2 separate regions of the Anas platyrhynchos genome follow, and region 2 is linked to region 1. The links are chromatin contacts, called in public Hi-C maps. All regions are on one chromosome and are shown on one strand. Each heading gives the region's core, a stretch centred on a gene start, on an enhancer-like site or on the middle of the called end of the contact. The rest is flanking DNA. Distances are from core to core; before and after follow the strand shown. Region 1 overlaps CMIP (c-Maf inducing protein). Region 2 holds the start of CMIP (c-Maf inducing protein).

The links. A called contact is a pair of places that touch in the nucleus more often than the background predicts.
Region 2: a contact with region 1 is called in a Hi-C map of small yellow follicle, with 1.9 times the contacts expected there. The contact joins the promoter of CMIP here to the enhancer-like site in region 1. A contact is called at or near these places in 2 of 8 Hi-C or Micro-C datasets (skeletal muscle and small yellow follicle).

What each region holds. Positions count from the first base shown.
Region 1 is chr12:4,999,121-5,004,977 of IASCAAS_PekinDuck_T2T, reverse strand. All of the region lies in intron 1 of CMIP (c-Maf inducing protein), which reads left to right. Among named protein-coding and RNA genes, the nearest start is that of CMIP, 40 kb to the left of the region's middle. Within about 2 kb of position 3,262, at least 4 of the 8 cell types and tissues checked have an H3K27ac peak or open chromatin away from gene starts, as enhancers often do. A contact at or near this core is called in small yellow follicle, where this site is marked.
Region 2 is chr12:5,039,700-5,045,781 of IASCAAS_PekinDuck_T2T, reverse strand. It overlaps CMIP (c-Maf inducing protein), which reads left to right and starts at 3,672. Exons shown (of 21, transcript XM_027466765.3): 1 at 3,672-4,908. The coding sequence starts at 4,594.

The DNA of each region.
Region 1 (5,857 bases), core at 2,013-4,512:
GCAGCTGCAAGGGACAGAGGAAGAGCCTACGTGACCAGTGCTTTGGGCGCCTTCCCAGCCTGCTGGTGCTAGCAGAGCCTGTCCCATGTTGAGATTTCCAACATTTTGCCTTGGGCCGCGTGGGCCAACACTTGGTCCAAGAGCTGATACAGCTCAGAGACCGTGGCTACAAGGTGGGGAAGTAGCGCTGTAAGCCAAAGAAAGTGAATGAAAGGCGGCAGCCTGGAAAAAAAGTGTTCCAGAAACAGGCAAGATGGGAGATCTCGCCTTTCCTCCACCTGCCCTGCCCTCCCAGCAGAAAAGTGAAAGAAGGATTTTATACAAACTCCAGGCAAAATAATTACTTGAATTGCAATTAAAAAAAAGCCCTGTCAGTAATTTAAATGTGTTTAATTAAATGCTGTGCTGCCTCGTGTGCTAAATTTGAGCCATTTTGAGCAGAAACCCAGAATACCAGTATCATACGTGGACCTATTAAGAGCCGGTTGTGTTGTAGCTATTCAGGTGATGCCAGAGCCTGGCAGTCTATCACTTGTGCTGCTGTGGAAATTGAGTGTGCCTTTAGATTTCAATGAACATCCCGATAGAGAAAGTTTTGAGGGTTTGGCTGTCCGAACTGCTGCACTTCATGCTGTTACCCACGTTCTGCTTGCTATTCTCTGCCTCCCCACTACCTCCTCTTGCAGCTTGTGGGCTATAAGGTCTTTTACCACCTTGAACCCGAAACCTTATATTCCAGCTACGTTTACAGCTGGGGCCAAAATACACAGAACTCTGAATCCGTTGCCAGTTTATCTTGATCATCATAAACAGTAAAATGCATCTGCCCTCTGACGGCCCTTTATACATTCGGCCAAAGTTTATGCATGTAAGTGCTGCCACTGAAGTCAGCAAGAATATCCATCTGGGGCCTTTTTAATAACTTGAGCCCTTGTTTCTTGGAGTAGATTTGTTTAGGTTTTCTCTAATGATCCTTTTTCTTTCTTTCTTTCTTTTTTTTTTCTTTCCCCTACGTGACCACTGGAAAATTTTGTTCTTTAGTTTCTTTACATTGTAGGCTTGGGGTGCATATCAGATTTCTAGTGTTTGGTTATCTTTGTGGAGATACAGTTTTCTTCTGTCGCTACATTTATAATCTTTTGCTGATGGATATAAAAATTCAAAACTGATAAATGCAGCAGCAATTGATCTTGCAGTTGAGATTTAAAATAACAGATCATAAAATATTTTAATCTTTTTATTCCCTCTACCTCCCAGCTTATCTTTGGATAAGGAAAATGTCAATACCTGATTTATGCAATGGAGAGGTTACTTTTTAAAAATTCAAACACTAGAACGAGTTTGTAAAGTTATATGCCAGCAGAAATTGAAACGCTGGTTTGCTGCTGGTGTGGTATTTGCAACTAATTGAAATGTGGATACTAAGAAATGAGTAGCTCAGTTTGACTTCCTGGCACTTGAGAATTTATACCCTGGTTAGTAATTTTGAAGACTCGCTTGCAAACAATGGTTCAGTGGGCACACTCACAAAATTGTGTGGGTAGTGATGTCAGAAAAATTTACCAGCTGCATGTTACCCAGAAGCCTAAATCTTCTGCCTCAAATGTAGGGAGAATGGGAATGAGAACTTAAGTGATCTATGGCCTTTGTAAGAATGCCAGTTAGGAAAAACGGAAGGAGATAGTAATTTGATTTTTTTTGCTAACACAAAGCTAATGGTGGAAAATGGAGTGATTGGTTGTATTTTTAATAGTTCTCTAAATCTTGACCAGTACATTATATTCAATGAAAGCTACATTCAAAATGATTTGGCTTGCCATTACGTTCTCTAAATGTAAGTACACTAGCATTTAGCTAACCCAAATAAAATTGATAATACAGGAGTATAGGCTACTAAAAACATTAGTAAATGTATTGATTATCGATAAATAAAATTATATAAAATTACTGTGAGTAAATAAGTTGGTTTACTAGTAAAAGTAAAGAACCAGCAGGAAAAACAGAAGGAAAAAGGTAGAACTTACAAGTAAGTATATTTAAAGGTGAACCGGGAGCTATTATTGTCTACCCTTATTAACTGCTTTCCTTTTCCCCCTATTTGGAAGTGTTTTACCTCAGAGGTAATTTGTTTCATGCTCATCCAGCATTAATAGTATTCATTTTTAATTAATTTAACAGTAGCATTGTCCATCTGTCAGTGCAAACCTAATCTGTTAACCAGATAAAATCAACATGTCTGCGAGTTCATTGCAGGTCAGCAGGCAACAGTTGCGTGTATGCATTCAGGGTTCTCTGCTTAATAATGCAAAGGCTTCTATACAAATACACAAGTGCAGTGACTTTTGAAACCAAGCGTGTCTCAATATGCTAATATAGGATGGCAGATAAAGTGTCCTAGGTCATGGTTTGAGTGTCCCTAAAGCTGGTTAATCTTTGCCAAAAGCTGAAGTTAGTTTTGTACAGATGTCCTTTTTTTTTTCAGTAGCGCGGAGCCCGTTGGAGATGCTGGTGAGGAACGCTACAGATTGCTCAGTGTTTCTGAAATTTGGCCTCCAGATCAGCATCCTTATTTGGAAACCCCATCTCTTCCATCTTCCCTCCCCCCTTTTGGATCACAAAAGGCATTCTGAATGGAAACAATTGCTGGATGTGCTCTTCTTTTTGCACTTTTTAAACTTGGCTGTCTAGCTGTGAACAGAGAGGCATGTATGTGCATCTCAGCTATTCATGAAACTGTAATTCGTGCTGCTAAAGTTTGAGAGCTGCTCTCGGCTAAAATAGTTTGATGTAAGACAAGTGTTTTAAAACTGTTCCGATTGTTGGATGCTAAAATGAGCCTTTGAACAACAGTTATATTTAACGCTGTGTTTTTGGTTTGGACAGAGATAAGCATCGGCAGCGTGAGGAGAGCGGTTTCCTTTGCTACTCTTGAAACTGTGTGCGAGCAGTCCTCATGAAATACCAGCGAGTAATATGTGCAGGTACCTGGCTGCAGGGAGCCAGGGCAGGTCTGTCTTTACAACATGGACAGGTACGGGCTGAGGTTCCTCCACAATTCTTGTTTTCACAAGTACCTGCTCCAACAGCCGTGAAACGGGGCCTTGTACCTCGCCATGCTGCTTGGGGTTTGAACTGTGTTGGCTAACGCAGAGATACTTGGGCAGAGTTTGTACTTGTCTTTATCACTGGAGTAGCACAGGTCCTGTGTACTCGGCTTTTGTTGGGCTTAGAAAGGATAAAATTCAGAAACAGATTGTGGCTGCTTGAAATTCTTCCACAGCCAGGCCTGGCCATGGAGCAAAACAACCGCTTTTCCACGTGGTTTCCACAGCCTCCTGACAAAGATCATTTTGTACAGACTCAAGGCTCTGGTCGTGGCTTTGATTTGCTTTTCATCATTTACCTAAGCAAAGCTCACCAGGGCTGTGAGCAGCAGCAGGCTGCAGGCACAGAGTGGCATGGGGTGCCCCGATGCTGCTTCCTGCCCAGGCCTCTGCACACAGCTGGGCTTGGTGCCTTTGTATTTCTTCTCTATTTTTCAACTGATCTTCTTTAAAAGAGACTAAATGAAAGGAGGAGAGGGAGTTTTCAGAATTGGGGAATTATTCCATATTTTGGATAGTGTGAAAGCACAGCTGAAATTATTCATTGACTGTATTGTGTCGGATTGGTCAGCTCGAGTAAGTGGTGAAATCCTTAGTTAACTTTCAACTAGCTTTCAATGGAAGCTGTAAAATATGAAGTTGTTTGTAACAAAGGTTGCCCCATAGTGCTTGTTTTAATTTGTGTCTGTTCAGGGTAGCTGAGCCATTAGTGGGAACCAGTGTCTGTAATGCTGCCATTGGGAGCTGGGAGCAGTTCCCATTGGGAGCTGCTCAGCAGTTTTGCATAGCTGGGCTTGTTCCTATAGAAATCCAGTGCGTATGTATTTGGCAATACATTCTTCTCTGAATCTGCTCAGGGGAAAATACCCCTGGCCATTCTCAACGCAGTGCAAGGATGGATGATGCAGGTCACAGCCCTTCTGCTCTTTCTTGGCTAACCAGCTGAGCATGTCTTGTGAAGCCAAATGAAATGCTTGAAAATAATGTGCTTGGTAAAAGAATACTGGACTATAAATAGGAACAAATCTTCTCTAGTGTAAGTGTGTGCAAAGAAATGAGATTGGGATTAAAAGTAAAACGGAATAAGCTTTTAGAAGAGGACGTGTGAGTCTGGGGGGTTTCGTTCTTGCTAGAGGAGGGCAGTGTGGTAGGAGCAGGGTGTTTCTGAGCTGGTGCAGAGCTGTTCCAGCACGGCACTGGCACAAGCTAACACGTTGTCCCTGTGAGAGCCGGCTTGAGCTCTTTGGTCCTCCTGTCCGGTCATTCCCACCCCCACGCTGTCCTTTGCTTGGGTGGTCCAGATGTTTACAGGCAGCCTGGCGAGCAAGATGAAGAAATTCATCAGAGCTGAGAAAAAAGGAGGGGGATTATTTTTGGGCTGGCTCTCTTCCCTAATCCCATTTACCTTCCAGGCTTGCAAAGGATTGAACTAGCCCGGCTGAGGGGGCAGTGGTAAAGCAGAAATGGGATGGAGGAGGAGGGAAGGTGTTAGGTCACGACTCTGCCTGGGAGAAATAGCCCATCTTCACTGATGGTAGGTTAAATAAAGAACTTCAAGGTTGGCTTCTCTGCCAGGGCTTTATTTTATGTTGTGCTGGCTCATGTAATCTGGAGAAGCAGCTCTATCATGTGAGTTTTCCAAGCACCGAATTCTCTTTCAAAATAAAACCAATTTAATCAGCCCAGTGAATTCCAGCCCTAAGCCTTTCAGCAGGGACAGGGCTTTGATTACCCTCGCAGTCATCCCGTTCTGGCTGTGTTTGGACAAATTCAACGTTATGAACTTCAAGTATAGGTGTGAGTTCTTGCCACACTGTTCCTCTAAAGATTATAGATTAACTAGTGTGCTGTGATAACTACAGCTTTATTACTGGGGATTTGGGGAACGAAAACTTGAATTCTCCCAATTAAAAAAGAAAAAAAAAAGTCATCTAAGCAGGGATGACTGAAAACTGAAGTGGGGAATTTCTGCTCGCTGCTCTCTCACTTCAGCCGTTTGCCATTGAGACACACATGGCAAGGAGGGCTGTGGAGCTGGCAAGCCACCTACCATTCTGCTGCAGAAAGGCATGCCTCTTCAACTGCATGCTGAAATTCCAAGTACATTAAAACGTACATCTCCTCCCCAAACCCTGCTGCTGGGAAAGGCGTGGTGCAACCTGTGTGCGTGCGAGAAGTTTTTTTTTTTTTTTTTATTCCTTCATCAGGTAATATACTAATTTTGGAGGCAACGCTGCAATTACAGAAGATTAACTTGTTGATGTTAGTTCGGCTTTCTGGCTTGGAATTTTGCCAGGTCTTTAGTTATGAAAGTAAAATGTAAAGGTGGGTCAGTGACCTTGTATCCTAGGGAAAGTCTCTCTGCCTGCTAAGGCTGAGCTCATATCAGGCCAAGAACTGAGGACTGCAGAGGAGAAAATCAGATTCTGCCTGCATCTGTAGTTATGAATCACAGCACCAGTCATAGATTTATCCTAAAATACCCTATGTAATGCCTGCGAACTGACATATTGTACTAGCCTTTCATACAAAAAGCTAAAATTTTAGTATTAAAATCTCAAATTTCCTTAACAAGTGTATTGACAGACACTGCTAACCAGCTCTATTTCTTCTTAAAAGAGGAATGTGCTTCCAATTTCTAGAGTGGCAGTAACCATTACAGAACCAGGAGACAGTACTTTATCAAGAGGTATTGCTTTCCACCATGCATCATTCAGTAACCAATTGCTCGTCATCATGAATTCCACTGAGAG
Region 2 (6,082 bases), core at 2,423-4,922, 40 kb before region 1:
CTGGGGAGAGTGCTCTCTCCCCTCTTAAGCGCATCCCCTGCTAAAGCATCTCAGTATTTATATCTGGCCCTTGCCACAGTTGCTCCTTTACTCCCCTCATTTAGCTTGTCATGCAATGCCACTGCATGGATTTACTCTCATAGAAGGTCCCTTTGGGCAATAGTTTTTTCCCTGCCTATGTTTTGGCACCTGAAGTGGTTTTCTCGTGGTTTTCCAAGCCCCCCACTGCTGCACAACCTGCCTTATTGGCACTGACAGTACTTGCAAATTGCCCGTCGTCTTTTCCTTCTGAATATCACAGTTTTTGTTCTAGCACATGGGTATGGATGGGTGTTACCAAGCTTAAGAAGGTAAGTCAGGCCGGTGCTTCTGTTTCGGCACCCACAAGGGACCTCAGCAGAACACCTGATGGGCTGGAGACAGGCAAGAGACCAAATACTGGAAATGTATGAAAAGTTCTTTTTTAGGACTGGAGACCCAGCTGAAACTTGCAAACGGGCCTTCCTGGTTTTACAAGTGTACAGCTGAGGAGATGAATTCTGAATAGTACGGATCACAACTGAATTAGTTTTGAGAATGGAAAAAAAAAAGAGTCCGATTCTATTCCTCTGTTGCTGATCCAGAAGTCTGCCTGCCTTAAACTGTGTGACAACTAGTGAGGCTGATTAGCACCGAGATGAAGTATTTCGAAGAAAAACTCACAAACTTTTGAATTATTCAAAACTGATAGCATGCCCATAAACACCTGTAGAGGTACACTTCTACTGATAACACTATTATGAATGACGTGCTCAGTGTTTATTACATGAATGAAAGATGTCCCACTTTCACAGTAAACTTCAGACTGGATTTGCTCATAAAACATGGATTGTTGGGAGAAATACAAAAAATAGTGACCCCCAAATTTCACTTTGCAATACTGCTGTACGTGTATACCTGAGATGTCTATGGGGCTGCACGGAGCCAGAAGAGGGAATTTGGAAAGGCACAAAGCTGGAGCACAATCCATCCAGCTTTGGTTTGATACAGTTTATAAGGGAAATTAGAAGCGGTGTTAGTTTTAACATGTTCAGCCTTGGGTCACATCGCAACCCTTGGCTGCAGCTTGGATGGCTAACGTGTGTTGCAGCAAGTTGTGCAGCGAGCAGCGTGTTTTGATTTCACTTGTCCAGACAGGGATTTTGGTTGCCCCATTCTGGCAGACAATCTGAGATTTCATACCTTGATCTTATCAGCCTGTGCTGAGTTTCCTCCAGAGAGAACACCTGCAGCCTGACAGCATGGATTCAATGAGAGCTGCAAACGTGTAGCACTGCTGAGGATTCAGACCTCTGTCCTTGACTCGCTAGCAGTGGTGCCGTGCTTTTGCAATACCCCAGTGGATTTCAACACTTCTGAACTGTGGATCTCCAGTGGGGGCTTGGATCCTTCCAGGCTGGCTGCTGTCGACCACCCTTGCTTTATTTGTTAGTTTCTGTGGAACATGAGTTGAAAACATCTGCTCTAATCTACCAGGAAATTCACTTTAAAACACCAGACTCTTTACATATCATCTTCCCGTTGGCACACAGCTGTCAGAGACGACAGCTATGGTAGATTTAAAGCAGTGGTTTGAGCAGGTGGCTAGCTTGCATGAACTTTCACCAAAATAGCCATGTTGGTTGCAGTTCTGGCTGATCGACGTGTTGGTGCAGGTGAGTGTGTGCGAATAGTCCTGCTGTTGACACTATTATTGTTTGTACCAGAACAGTGCCTCGGGTCAAACAAGAAGAGGTCTCCCTTGTACCGGGCATTCAAGGAACTCCAAGAAACAGACAGTGCCTGCTGTAAAAAGCTTACACTTAAGCAAAGCTGTCCTTTCAAAATTTAGATTTTTTAAATTATTATTGCAGATCCACACATATTGACACGTATGAGTAGGTCTGATTTGATTTCATTGTAAAAGTGCGTGTCGTTCACCCCCCCCCCCCAGTATATGGAAACAGAGCTCTGTGGGAACTGCTCGCAGTGTTTGGTGCAGGAGGTAATTACCAGGGCTCTTAGATACTGACAAAGTGAATCTCTATAAAAGAGATGTTTGTCTTCCTGTTGGTTGTATCGTTCATGTCATTAAATGAGTGCCTTTCTTCTAACCTTAGCCAAATTGTGTAATTCTGTGCATCCTTCTATAAACTGATACTTAAGAGTACTCTGGCGACTTCCTAGCTTTTTATAAATAATTTTGATAGTAACGTTCAACAAAAGTATCCCTAGAGTTTGTGAGTAATTGATAGATTACAAACCCCTTCCCTCCTGAAAGTATTTAACCAGCAGTTCTGCTGTCAAATGCCAGCCTATTGAATACACCAGCTTTATAACAACACGTGCGATGCTCGCAGGAATTGCAGTCCATCCAGTCAGGTGTCGTGTTTGACAGCAGCCAGTACAAAAGGCTTTATGGCAAAAAGCTTCCAAACCCTTCCAGTTGCAGCTCGCCTCTCCAGCGATTTGTGTGACTCGCAGTGTGAACACGAGTTTCAGATGAAAGAGTTTGGGGCGGGCTCCGGGCTCCGCTGCTGGCACCTCGCTTGGCATCGTGACCTCTCCTTTGAGGAGTGCTCTGAGAGCTGCTGCCAGAAGCCCAGCGGCAGGTACACGCCGTGTGATCATCTGCTCGCCACCCAGCACTCCTTCCCTTTCCCAACCTCCCTCCACTGGGGATGAGTTTAAACCTCTCAGCACAAAGGTTTATACTTTCTCCAAATGTTTTGCTAGCGTCGCGTAAAACAGCCCAGTAAATTCCTCCTGAATTCGTGACCCTGGCAATACCCAGCGCAGTGTGTTCCGCAGTTTAATAACATGTGTATGAATTGCATAAAATGTAATTTGTTTTTTTATTGGTCCTAATGTGTCGGTTCCAACTGGGAAACTGCAAACAAGATCCGAGTTCCGTGAGTACCTAGGAGATAAAAACTGAGTATGAGTGATAGGATTTCTCTTGATAGGGCATCCATGTTGCACACAGCATCACCGAGCCACTAAGCCGTTCAGAAGTCCAGGATGGGAGTTATTTTTCCCCCCATTTATTTATTTTTTGGGGAATGCCGCCGCTGTGATGCCGGGTTACCAGAGGACACCGCCTGCTACGGACACCGCTGACCCCGGCCCCGCCGGGCTGCCTGAGGGGAGCGGCGCTGCGGGGCTCTGCCGCCCCTTTCCTGAGGTGATCGCCCCGGAGCGAAGCCACCGGACCCCCCCTGAGGTCCACGGCCCCGTCCCTGGGCTGCCGCCAGCGCGAGGGCTGCGAGAAAACGGAGTGCCGGGAGAGAAAAAAAGAGAGAAAACGCGTTTATTCCCCAACGCGCTCCTCACAGCCCGCGCCGCGCGGGGCTTCCCCTCATGGCGGAGGGCGGGCGGCCGCGGTGAGGCGCGCAGGTGTGTGGCCGCGCACCTCCGCCCTTCCCGGGCGGCTCCCCCCGGCCTCTTCCTCCTTCTCCTCCTCCTTTTCGTCCCTGTCCCCGATCGGGGTCGGCGGCCACGGCGCGGCCCCTCTGAGGCGAAGCGGGGAGGGGCGGGGGCAGCAGCAGCGCGCGCCGCTTCCCGCGCACCTCGCGCGGCCACCGCCGCTTCTGCTCCTGCCGCTGCTGCTGCCGCTGCCCTCGGCGGCTCCGCGGCCATTGACGTCAGCGCGGGCCGCACGTGACCCCCCCGCAGCCAATGGGCTGAGCCCGGAGCCGCTCCGGCGAGCGGGGCGAGCGCTGCCGGCAGCCTCCCGCCGCCTCCTCCTCCTCCTCCTCCCGCGGCGGCGGCGGCGCGCAGGGCCAGCACACACAGACACACACACACCGCACACACACACACACATCCACACCCCTCTCACACACACACACACACGCACAGGCAGAGACCTCCCCGCGCGCCCCAGCCCGCCCCGCACCGCCCGGCCACGCGCGGGCACCCACGCACCCACCTACATGCACGCGCGCGCCCGCCCCGGGGGGAAGGAAGGAGCCGCGGCCGGACGCCCCGCAGCCCCCGCCGCCAGCACCGCCACCGCCACCAGCAGCAGCAGCAGCAGCAGCAGCACTACCACTACCAGCAGCAGCAGCAGCCCCCGCCGGGACCACCGCCGCCCCCGCCCCGCTCTCTCCCGGCCGGCAGCGTGGATGTGGCGCCGTGCGAGCCGCCGGGGGACCCGCCGGGGGGCGGACCGCCGACTCTGAGGCCGGGGCTCGGCCGCTGCCCTTCTCCCTTTAACCCCCGCGGTGTGTGCGGATCCCTTCCCCCACGGCGATTTTTTTTCCTCTTTTTTTTTTTTTCTCTTTTTTTTTTTTTCACCTCCTTTTTTCCCCTTTTCCCTTTTTTTCCCCATCCTTTTCTCCCCTTTTCCCACCCTCCCCCTATCTTCCCCCGTTTTTTTTTTCAATTTTTCCCCTTTTCCCTTTTTTTTTCTTTAATTTTTCCCCTTTCCTCCCCTCTCCCCCCCCCCATTTTTCCCCTTTTTTCTTCCTTTTTTATTTAATTCCCTGACCTCGCCGCCTCCTCGGATCTCTCTCCTTCTCCCCCCACCCCCCCCGCCTCCGCGGGGCCGGGCGCCGCCACCCCGCGCTGCCCATGGATCGCAGCGGCGGCCCCGGCGGGGGCAGCGGCGACCGCGGGCAGCAGCAGCAGCAGGAGGAGGGCAAGGGGCCGCCTCCCCCCGACGTACCCGGGCCCGAGGGGGGCCCCAAAATGGGCGCCGCTCCCTGCCGCCGGCCCCCGCTGCACTGCAACGGCATGAGGTACAAGCTGCTGCAGGAGGGGGACATCCAGGTGTGCGCCATCCGGCACCCCCGGACGTTTCTCAGCAAGATCCTCACCTCCAAGTTCCTGCGCCGCTGGGAGCCGCACCACTTGACCCTGGCGGACACCGGCGTCGCCTCGGCCACGGTGAGTTAGGGACGGGAATAAGGTTTTGGGGTGAGAACGGGCGGGTTTGGGTCTGGGTTGCGCAGCTGGGACCGGCTGCGCCCAGGCTCTGCGCCCTGGCAGCGCACGGAGCGCGCCGCACGCTGGTTCCTGTAACCGGGCTGCCATCGGCCCTGCGGGGATTTACGGGGAAATGCCTCGGGTTTCTCAATGGTTTCAGTCCGGCCTTGCTACGGGACATCGCACGGTTGTGCCTGTACCCCCTTCCTTTAGCTTGTCGTGCAGTGACATGTAGGGCACGCGTGGCACCGGAGCGTGGGCTGGCTTTTGTGGGGTTTTCTGTTAATGGGGTGGCTGAATGGGTCTCGGCCAGCACGCAGAGCTGGGTTTCATCATGCCCAGTGGCTGTGTCCCCCGGCATCGTGTCATGGGGTGCTATGGCAGTGTCCCCCGACACCACACCATGCCATGTCCGTGTCCCCCGACACCACGCAGTGCCATGGGGTGCCCATTCAGGCCATCAGCAGCAGCCCCTTCACCCTGCAGGTAGGCCAGCTGCCCATCCTCACGCAGCTCCTTCAGTGCCACAATGACATCCCCACGTCCCGCTTCCCCCCGGGCTGCCGAGGGTGTTTCCGAGGGAATATTTTCCCTTCCCTGCTGGAGCTGCTGTGTGAAGGCAGGAGGGAGCCCTGCAAAGGCACGAGCGCTGCTCGTTCTCGCAGCGCTTCGTTTTCTCGAGGTGCCATCAGCGCGGAGGGGAAGTTGAATATTGGTGGGGATGAGGCGTTTTCCCGGCAGTATCCGTGGCCGATGATTTCTGAGCAGAGAAGGATACCGGCAGAGCGAGGCGTGATTGTGCTTCAGACATTAATCTCTGCAGTGTGGCAATACTTAGGCATGAAGTTGTATTCGTGCAGGAGACGCCAAACTCTGCTCTCTGGTGGAGCTGTCACCCGAGAAATTGCCCCTGAAAACATTTCCCAAGTCCCATAGGGTGGTGCTTTTAATTAACGCGATGTCATTCCTAATTATTTTAGGCACATAAGTAGCAAGTAGATACCAAAACACTGTGTGCACCAGTGCAGGCTCCATTTTGTTGAGCAGGGCTCTTCGTGCTTGGTCTTGTGCCTTATCAATTTTTTTTTCCAGCACTAACTCACCACACAGATAACGTTGTTCGCAGAAATACCCG